Regions from separate parts of the Rattus norvegicus genome. Here region 2 is linked to region 1. Evidence: chromatin contacts called from public Hi-C data. All regions are on one chromosome and are shown on one strand. The core of a region is the stretch at or near the end of the contact, and the rest is flanking DNA. Distances in the headings are between cores, read along the strand shown.

Region 1 (5,183 bases), core at 858-3,357:
ATTGATTCTACTTCCCTGTCTTTTTGTTTTGTAACTCACTTTAATTAGGGTTATTCACAGGAGTGGAGCTCCCTGGATTTACCAGTGGCAGAAAATGACTCCCCCCAACAACAACGATTTGCCAATAGCTTTTTAGAGATGGGTGGGGATCCTCATGAGCCCCCTACCTCGTTTCTGAAGGCATCTTGATAGCTCTTATCTGTGTCACAGATAACCTTGGCTTCTGGGAGTTGGCCAGTGCCACAGGCCAGCCTTGTCCAGAGGACAGCATTTCACAGAACTTCTATCTTCCAACTCCTAGCTTCCTTCCACCCCCACCCCCCAGCTCTGACATGTTCCCTCAGCTTGCTGTCAGTTTTTATAGCGATTAACATTTCCTTTTACATTTTTTAATTGGATATTTTACTCACATTTCAAATTTGTCTCCTTTCCCCACGATTACCTTTTAAAACACACTTCTTTTACTTTATGTGTACAGATGATTTGTCTGCACGCGTGTAGGTTCAACCACGCACAAGACTTGAATTTCCTACAACTAGGGTTACAGATGGCTGGTTGTGAGTCACACTAGGGATGTGCTGGGAAGTGAACCCGCAGGATAAATAAGTCCTCTTTAAAGCCTCAGCAGGCACCTGCACTCATGTCATGCAGAGACTTACACCGGCACACACATAAAACCGAAATAATTGTGAAAAGGTGGGGAACCTTCATTTCAGGCATTCACTCTGGGAAACCCACTTTGAGAAACCCAAGGATATGAAAATTAAAACCTTCATTATCTTTAGAGTCCCGTTAGCCACTGGAAACCCCCCCCCGCCCCCATTGAAAGCCGTAAGACCGGACGGGAAGCGAGGAAGAAGTGGGTTTAAATTTGTAGTTCGGGTTCTCTTGAGAGCAGCTGGGCTTTCTTTTTTTGGGGGGGGGGGGGCTGAGGACCGAACCCAGGGCCTTGTGCTTGCTAGGCAAGTGCTCTACCACTGAGCTAAATCCCCAGCCCCGAGAGCAGCTGGGCTTTTCTTGGTCCTGCACATTGGTAAGATGCCCGCCACCTGAGGCAGGAAGACCGCGTTGATGCAGTCTCCGCGCGAAGGGTGTTGACTTATCAGGCTTCCTCGTCAGCACACCTGAGGGCCTCGCCTCTCCACCCCGGGCCCGGCCGGCATCACACAGTTGTTTTCCCCTCTTCCTTTTCTCCGCAGCTCTCCAGGAGAAGGAAGACACCCCGCGTGATTTTATGAGCCTCGATTCGTTTCCCAGCGCTCCCAGCGGCAGCTTGCAGGGCTTCTCACCAAGCCCGCACCAGGTTATCCCGCGCTCCGCCTCAACGCCCTGCAGACCCCTGCCCGGAAGCACTGCCTTCCATACAGTCAAGACGACCCTCGGTGGAACAGGGGCCACGGTTCCCAGTAGGGAGCTCGGTCTGTGGTGCAGATTGAGCATCCAGTCTCGCGGACCGCAATAATAACAATACCTCACTCGGGCAGCATGCTGTGCTCATTTGTATGCATGCATATGTGCGTGTGCGTGTGTGTGCACCTGACCCAGGAGGCCCGGGCTGGACAGCCTCCAAGTGCACGCCGGCTCTTAAAGGGAAGGGCAAGCATAGGCAACCAGGCGGTGGAACTCTTGGTCGGAGGGAAAGCAAAGTAGGGAGTGCCAGGCTTACACCAACAGGAAAAGAAAATCCTTTATTTCCTTCCCTGGAGCCCTACACAGCCATAGACACACCAGCTCCTTAGGTACCTGCTCGGATGGAAGGATGGGAAGGTCTTCCCCGCCCTCCAGCCGATGGCGTGGGGTGGGAGGGCAGGTCTGGGGCAGGAAGTTTCTGATTGGCCGAGTGGCTTTGGCAAGCTCCTGGTGCAAAGAGCTCCACGCCTCGCGGAGCTGGCTGGTGCCGTACGGCAACGTGGCGCGCCCCATCTACCTGGTCCCAGGCCCCGCCCCCCTGAGTGTCAGTGCACCCGGAGCGGCGGCCTAGGTGGGCGGGCCACGCGTCACTTCCGGTCCCAAGAAGCCTAGGTCCCGTACAGCAATATGGCCGCCCTCAGGTGCTGCAGGCGGAAACTCCGCGCCTTCCGGTCTGTTGTAGGGCCTGAGGTGGGGGTGGGGGAAAGGAAGGCGGAGGGAACTTTGCGAGGATTTGTGATCCGCGCTGAGGGGAGCCTCGAGAGACCGTTTCTGAGGTGGGGGCCAGGTCGTTCGTGGAGCCGGGGTGGCGGCGCAGGAGTTGGCGAAGGCGAAGGATCCGCACGGCCTGGCTGCGGAGTCTGAGGGGCGAGCTTGTATGGTACCTTGCTAGCCCTGAAGGGGAATGTGGCGGCCTAGGGCTGAACGCGGAGAGGGTTACTTGGCGGGAAGCTGAGGCTGGAGACTGTCCTCGCCTGGGGCTGGAAGCCCAGACATTGGGAATGCTGAGTGGTGGGCTTGCTGTCGGTTACGAGTCACAGAGAATGGGGAAAACCTGGGTGCGGTGAGAGGGAGGGGACTGGAGGTGAAAAATCTCCAGCCTGAAGTCCGGGTTTGTGGAAGGTGGAACATGGAGATGGTTGTAGGAGCGGGAAGGACACCAGGCTCTTCAGAGGGAAACCCTTTAACCTCGGAGTGGAAGAGTTGGAGTTAGGAAGAAGTCGGAGGGGACTGTGATGATGGAGGGCGAGAGGTGGGCAAACCCATGTGGTGGTATCGACTGGGTGTTGGTTTCTGTAGACGGAGAGAGCAGTGTGGGATCTTATACCCCATCGGATTGGGAGTAGGAAGAAAAAACTCACCAGCTGACAAGAGAGTGGGGAAAACGCAACCGAAAGACAGGAAATTGACTGGGGGCTGAAATTTGGGACTTGAGACGATCGATGGGGAGGTTCCCCTTCAGAACTGCCTGAGACTGATAGTTGCAAAAGACAGGCTTTGAAGACATCTCAGAAAGGACGAGGCTATTGTGAACCCTGAGGTATCTGACTGAGTGGGACTAAGGAGGAGGGGCTTTTCCTGAGTCACCCTTTCCCTTCCAGAATTCTGACCTTTCAAATACTTTTTCCCTCAGGGGGATTTGATCCCCCATGGCCACCGATGACAGCATCATTGTGCTTGACGATGATGATGAAGATGAAGCAGCTGCTCAGCCAGGACCCTCCAACCCAGCCTCTAATCCTGTCTCACCAGGACCAGAAGCCTCTGGTCCCTCTGAGTCCCATGGGGATGGAGGGAGCAGTAACTCAGGTAGCAGGAAGTGCTACAAGTTGGAGAATGAGAAGCTGTTTGAAGAGGTAAGCTTCAGGGAAGGCTCCCTTTCCTTTAAGAGAAGGGTCTCGCTTTGTGGCCCTGGTTGCCTGGAACTGTCTAGATGAGGCTGGCCTTGAACTCACAGAGTTCTACTTGCCTTTGCCTCCTGACAGCTGGGATTCAAGATGTGAATCACTGGGCTGGAGAGACAGCTCAGTGGTTAAGAGCACTGACTACCCTTCTAGAGGTATCGAGTTCAAATCCCAGAAACCACATAGTAGCTCACAACCATCTGTAATGGGATCTGATGCCCTCTTCTGGCGTCTGAAGACAGCTACAGTGTACTCATATATAGAATACATCTTTTTAAGAAAAGGATGTGGGGGTTGGGGATTTAGCTCAGTGGTAGAGTGCTTGCCTAGGAAGCGCAAGGCCCTGGGTTCGGTCCCCAGCTCCGAAAAAAAGAACCAAAAAAAAAAAAAAAGAAAAAAAGAAAAGGATGTGAACCATTATGATGTGATTGGGCAGATCCCAAGGAAAGGGGTGTTTGATTGGCTGATTGTTCTGGCTTCCTCACTGATTCCCTCTTTTTTTTTTTTTTTTGGTTTTTTGGTTTTCCCGTCCCTTCCCCCGAACCGTTTAGTTCCTTGAACTGTGTAAGATGCAGACATCGGACCACCCTGAGGTGGTTCCGTTCCTCCACAAACTGCAGCAGCGTGCTCAGTCCGCTTTTCTGGCCTCTGCAGAGTTCCGCAACATCCTCTCCAGGGTTCTGTCTCGGTCTCGGAACCGGCCAGCGAAGCTCTACGTCTACATTAACGAGCTCTGCACTGTCCTTAAAGCTCATTCCATCAAGAAGAAGTTGAACTTAGCTCCCGCAGCCTCAGCGGAATCATCGGGTGATAACCCTCCCACAGATCCCCCGTCTGACCTTACAAACACCGAAACCACTGCCTCTGAGGCCTCAAGGACTCGAGGCTCCCGGAGGCAGATCCAGCGCTTGGAGCAGCTGCTGGCACTGTATGTCGCAGAGATACAGCGGCTGCAGGAAAAGGAGTTGGATCTGTCAGAACTGGATGATCCCGACTCCTCCTATTTGCAGGAGGCCCGCTTGAAGCGGAAACTGATCCGCCTCTTTGGGCGGCTGTGCGAGTTGAAGGACTGCTCTTCTCTGACTGGGAGGGTCATAGAGCAGCGAATTCCTTACCGAGGCACTCGATACCCAGAGGTCAACAGGCGCATCGAGCGGCTCATCAACAAGCCGGGGCCTGACACGTTTCCGGACTATGGAGATGTGCTGAGAGCGGTGGAGAAGGCGGCGACCCGGCACAGTCTGGGCCTTCCCAGACAGCAGCTTCAGCTCCTGGCTCAGGATGCCTTCCGGGATGTGGGTGTCAGGTTACAGGAGCGCCGCCACCTGGATCTCATCTATAACTTTGGCTGCCACCTCACAGATGACTATAGGCCAGGTAGGAAGCTCCTGGGATGATTTCAGGTGGAACAGAGGCAGCTCTAATCCCTTCTAGGATTGGGACTGACTGCTCTGACCCTGTTTCCCCACACAGGCGTTGACCCCGCACTCACCGATCCCACATTGGCTCGCCGCCTTCGGGAGAATCGAACCTTGGCCATGAGCCGGCTGGATGAGGTCATCTCCAAGTATGCCATGATGCAAGACAAGAGTGAGGAGGGGGAGAGACAGAAGAGACGGGCCCGGCTCTTAGCCACTTCCCAATCTTCAGACCTCCCCAAAGCCTCCTCGGATTCCGGTGAGGTATGGAAGGGTTGTCATCTGTCAGAGAAATCTTGTCTGCACCCTGCACTGCCACCAGGGACCCCCTGGTGACTCCTGGAGCAGCGTATGGAAGCAGGGAAAGAAGATTAGTGACGTGCTTGGGTAGCACTAGTAAGGTCCCAGAGTCAAGTCCTCATACTACCAAAAACCTGTGTGGCAAGGGATT
Region 2 (5,183 bases), core at 954-3,453, 240 kb before region 1:
GGCCGCTCACAACCACCTGTAACTAAGGGATCTGATGCACCAGGCACACACGTTATACCTGCTACTGATAAATAAGGACCGATTAATAAAGCCGAAATAAAACCAGGGAAGGAGAGGGCAGCTCCAGAGACCGCCTACCCACCCGCCCGTGCCACACGTGTGCCAGTGTGTGATCTCCGACGTTCTCTCTTCTCATTTTCCCCATCATGGAGCAGAGCTCGGCTGTGCTAGGCAGTGCTGTGGAACGCAGAGGAAGAAATATTACCCAGCCCTGGAGGGAAATGGGGGAGGAATGTCAGGGGCGGCTCAGCAGCGTAGGAGGCACGCCTTGGGCGGAGATGGGAAGGAGGCAGAGGGAGGGGTTTAATCTGAGCAGATCGGTGGGTGGTTCAAACCGGGAACAGTCTCCACGGCTCCAGAAGTGATGATAGGGAATCTTGGTTGGGGTGCCAAGGTGAGGTGCCTCTAGAAAACTTCCCTGATCACCCCATTGTGTCCCAAGCCCCATCCCAGCCTCGTCTTAGCTCTTGTTAGCCATGAAGTTGGGTGGTTTCCTGATGTCCGTTTACTCCCTACTTCCAGGCACTGACGGCCAGGGTGGCTGGAATTCACGAGGGCGCCCCCAGGTATTGGCCTGCCACAGCCAAGCTGGGAGTCAGGGGTGGCAGGCAAGACCCCTTGCCCGTCTTAGGCTGTAGGGGGAGTAACTTGATGACAGTGAATGTCTTTTCCTCCCCGCTGAGGTACAAAAGCGGTAGGTTGAGAAAGGTGCCAGGGAAAGTTCGTGCCTACCGCCTCCTTCTGTGGTCTTCCTTCCTCTGCCTGCTACACAGCAGGGGCTGGGTGGGCAGTCAGTCCTGCCCCTCACCTAGAGTTGCTCCCTATGTTGTGAATGCTGAGAGGCTCAGACCTAGGGTTGGAATGTGGCTTCATTCATTCATTCATCCAGCACTAATTTATAGGGCGAGTTCCGGGCACGTGGGGCTACACAGATAAACCCTATCTCAAAAGGGAAAACCATAACACACATATACATACACACTCATGTGAGATTAGATAGATAGATAGATAGATAGATAGATAGATAGATAGATAGATAGGGTCACCCAGCACCCAGCAAGATGGCTCACAGGTAAAGGCACTGGTGATATCTTTATCTTTATCTCTATCTCTATCCCTAGGAGGCTGTTGAGGTTGGAAGATCTCAAATTCTAGGCCAACCTGGACCACCTAACAAGCACCCTTTTGCTTAAAATGGTACATTTGGTTCTAAAGAGATGACTCAGTGGTTAAGGGCTATGGCTGTCCTTGCAGAAGACCCTCCCTCTCTTGCTTTCCAATGCCCACATGGTGGCTCACAACTGTTTGTGATTCCAGTTCCAGGGGATCTGGTGGTTTGTTTGTTGTTGTGTTTGTTTTTGGCCAGGCAGGCACATACACACATAGTCAGACATTCATACACACAAGATATAAAAAATTGTGAAGGACGGTATATCTTATGTTGTATTTTGCCACAATAAAAATATTTATTCTTGGGGCTGGAGGAACAGCAGGGCTATTAAATACATTTATTGTTCTTGGAGAGAATCAGGTTTGGTCCCCAGAACTGACACGCGTATGTGGATGCAGGTAAACACTCATATACATAAAAATAAAGAAAACACACTAAAAACATTTTTTAAAACGCTTCCAGGTTGCAGCAACCTTTTTGGATTTCATGGGAAACCTGCACATGCGATGAGCAATGTAGTCGGGAGGCTGGAGAGAGAACTGTTAACAGAGGTTTATGTGGTAAAGATAAGTACAGGGTGATGGAGTGTGGGAGTGGGGCAGCTGTGTGTGTGCTTGCGTGCGTGTACACGAGTGCCTGCCAGACATTAAGATCAAACACATCTCCATCCATTTATTTGTATTTACATGCAAATGTTTCGCTTATGCAAAACAGTAGACGTCTCCGGGGAAGCTTTTTTAGTCTCGAGCTTGTGAAGTCATTGAAAACGAAGAGCAAAGCTGTCCCTAGGGTACATCGAGTCTGCTTTGCCCCTGGGAGCTGGGCGAGTTCCAGGACGGAAAATCCGAAGAGCTCAGACCTCACTCTCAAAGGTGAGCAGCGCCGCTGCCTGGAGGGCGGCAGGCCGTTGGCGGAACTGCGCATGTCCGCGGGGAGGCCAGCGCGCCTTAGTGCGCACGCGCTCTCTGCAGTTTTGACTCCTCCCCTAGGGGCGGGGCAAGCGGGGCCCAAGATGGCCGCTCTCCGCTACCGGCGTTTTCTTAAGCTCTGTGAGGAATGGCCAGTGGACGAGACCAAACGGGGCCGGGACTTGGGCGCTTACCTGCGGCAGCGGGTAGCACAGGCCTTTCGGGAGGGAGAGAACACCCAGGTGACCGGAGGGAAGGAGGTTGGGGACGTCGGAACGAGGGGAGGCAGGGTGGGGATTCTGCGCATGCGTCGGCCTCCCTGACAGGCTGCACGTGTGCTAGGTACCCATCTTCCAGCTAGCTGCGACGTGCGACGCCTTCTGCTCAGTTTTCTTGTCTGCACCGTGTAGTGCCCAGTGAAGCGCCCCTGAGGTCCAGATTCCACTAAGCAATCCAGTTGTAAGGCGGGGTTGTTTCTTTCATGACATCCGTTCATGTGTTTGTGAGCCCAGCCTGTCCCCAGAAACCTCCAGCCAAGCCTCACTGCCCTCTGTCACTGTGAAACTGTTTGGGTCTTCCACACAGGTCCCTTGTGTGAGTAGCAGGCCTTCTCCCTCCACTCTGGTTTAGGCTAACCCTTCTCAAGCATGGCCGTGTGCGGAGGGAGAACTCTGTTAGGTTTCCAGGGAAACAGCAGTGAGTTAGATGAGGTCCTGCCCCTTGTGTCTTTGAATTCTCATTCGGTACACGAGGAACAGACAGGCGAGGAACAGACAGACGCAGGAGACAGTCCTAGTGAGTATCTGATCATGGTAAATGTAGCGTTAGTCGGGTTCCTGAGGCTTGCCTGAGGAAGTTACACACAGGTAGGACTCAAGGCGGGAAGACAGTGAACTCTGAATTTTGGGGCGGCCAAGCACCGCAGAGCAAACCAGACTGGCACATTACAGAAAAGAAAGCAAGCCTACGGTTAGTGAGTGGCATGCCCACAGCTAAGAGTTGAAGCTGAAGGAAGGCAGGAGGGTTTGTTTGTTTAACCTACAAATGTTTGTGCAGTGCCCACTGAGGCCAAAAGAGGGCGCTGGATCCCCTAGAACTGAAGTTAGAAGTGGTTGTGAGCCACCGTGTGGCCACAAAGAATCCGAACTTAGGTCCTGTGCCCTGCGTTAGGAGTCAGATCTTACCAGGAAGCCAGTGAGAAGCCACCGGGGACGTTTAGTCAGGAGACTGATGTGCCCTAATTTCCAAAGGCGCTGCAGCCAATGGAAACAAGCCGCAGAGAAGCCTGCGGTGGTAGTGCTGGAAGAGAGAGATGCTTCAGGTAGTGCTGGCAGTGGCACAGGAGGCAGAAGTAACAGATAGCAGCCTGTAATGTGGGGGTCACATTAGCAGCACGGAAGTCCTGGAGTGGGGTGAAGGAGAGGAACCGAGGACAGCTCCTAGATTTTTCCCCCCCTTTTCCTTTTTTGGCTTGAGCAGCTGGGTGCCATTTACTCAGACGGGAAAGACTAGAAGAGGAGCAGGTGGGGTGTGGGAAGTGCATTGCACGGTTGACGTTAGAGGCTTTAAACTGGAGATGCCAAGCAGACCCACTTCCAAGTGGAATGTCAAGCAGGCAGGGGGTTATTTGAGCACGGAGGTCAGAGGTGAGGGGTCAGATGCTCAGTACACTTAGGTAGCCGGATAGATGACCCATGAGATGGACCATGTCCGCCAAAGCAGAAACACTGCAGGTATTGTAGCTCATTTCAACCAGCTAAACCAGCCCACCTCATGACTAGGTCGCCGATTGTGACATGGGTGGTGGGTCTGGCCCAGGGTCCTCACCGACCTGTATCGTACGGATCACGGGCGCCTGTGAATAGAGATGAAGCCCCCGTCCCACCTCATGCACCATATCTTTGTTTTTTGTTTTGTTTTTTTCTTGGAGCTGGGGACCGAACCCAGGGCCTTGTGCTTGCTAGGCAAGCGCTCTACCACTGAGCTAAATCCAACCCCATGCACCATGTCTGATGTAGTTCTTGGTACACAAAAGCATCCCATCTGAGCCAACATCCAGGAAAGCAAGGGGTTAGTTGTGGTTTCTGAGGCTAGTGGTCTCCAGATGCAGCGGAAGTTGCTGGTGGAGTGGTGAGGCTAGAGGGCAGACTGTGTCCTGTCGCTTCACGCACTCCTTGGTTCGAGGCCTCCGTGTATGTGCAGCCCCAGGCACTGCTGACACAGGCAGTCTGGTCCTCCGTCCCCAGTAGCTTAGAGTTGGGCAGCCGGAGCCTGGAGGCTGGAGGAAGAGAGATTGGGCTCACCTACTTAATTGCTGGGGTAAGACAGACAGCAGGGAGGGGAGAGCTTTCTCCTTGGGAGCTGTCACCCTTTGTCACTACCTAGGGACTCGGCTTCTGATCAGCTGAGGCCCACACAGACTTAGTCATAGCAGCAAAATGCAAGTCGGCTTCACCAGAGGTTCCGCCGCTGCTGATGGATGTGTTCTGGGTGGAGTGAGCCAGGGCGTCCTGGTGGCCGCGGGCACGTTACTCAGAACCTCTGTCGTAGCTCATCCTGATGTCACCTGAAATTGAGCCTGCTTGGGCTCAGTAAATCTTGGTGATAATTTTTGGAGGGAGCAGTGCTGGGCTGGGATGGAGAGCAGTGTGTGAATCACTCCCTCCTCCACCCCCAGATCACTTAGGAAAGACCTTGAGAAGGGAAGGCGGCTCTGAGAGACGCTTCATTAAACCCACAGTAGAAGGTGGGATTAAACCTGGGGGGCAGGGGAGGGTGGTGGCTGTGACCACCCCCCAACCCCCACCCCTCCACCACTTGTCCAGAAAGTGGAATTAGAGGGGGCGGAGGTTGCTGTGCTGAGCAGCCTTGCTAAGACCTGCGTCCTCCTGGCCTCTCGGCTTCCAGTACAAGGAAGGTGCACAGAGCACTTGGCACATCTCCTCTTTGAGCCTTTGGGCCACCAGGTGAGAAAGCCATCACCATCCTGATTTTTACAGATATTGAAATCAAATCAGAAAAGTAAAACCTTTGACTCAGGTTCC

The links. Hi-C and Micro-C count contacts between places; a contact is called where the count stands out from the background.
Region 2: a contact with region 1 is called in a Hi-C map of the A7r5 cell line, with 2.8 times the contacts expected there. The contact joins the promoter of Uqcc2 here to the promoter of Daxx in region 1. A contact is called at or near these places in 2 of 12 Hi-C or Micro-C datasets (the A7r5 cell line and mammary epithelial cells).

The regions. Positions count from the first base shown.
Region 1 is chr20:4,974,644-4,979,826 of GRCr8, reverse strand. It overlaps Daxx (death-domain associated protein), which reads left to right and starts at 2,107. Exons shown (of 8, transcript NM_080891.2): 1 at 2,107-2,186; 2 at 3,044-3,266; 3 at 3,866-4,691; 4 at 4,788-4,996. The coding sequence starts at 3,060. It overlaps AA926063 (AA926063gene), which reads left to right. Exons shown (of 3, transcript NR_002156.1): 3 at 1,200-1,483.
Region 2 is chr20:5,213,403-5,218,585 of GRCr8, reverse strand. It overlaps Uqcc2 (ubiquinol-cytochrome c reductase complex assembly factor 2), which reads left to right and starts at 2,203. Exons shown (of 4, transcript NM_001108528.1): 1 at 2,203-2,381. The coding sequence starts at 2,244.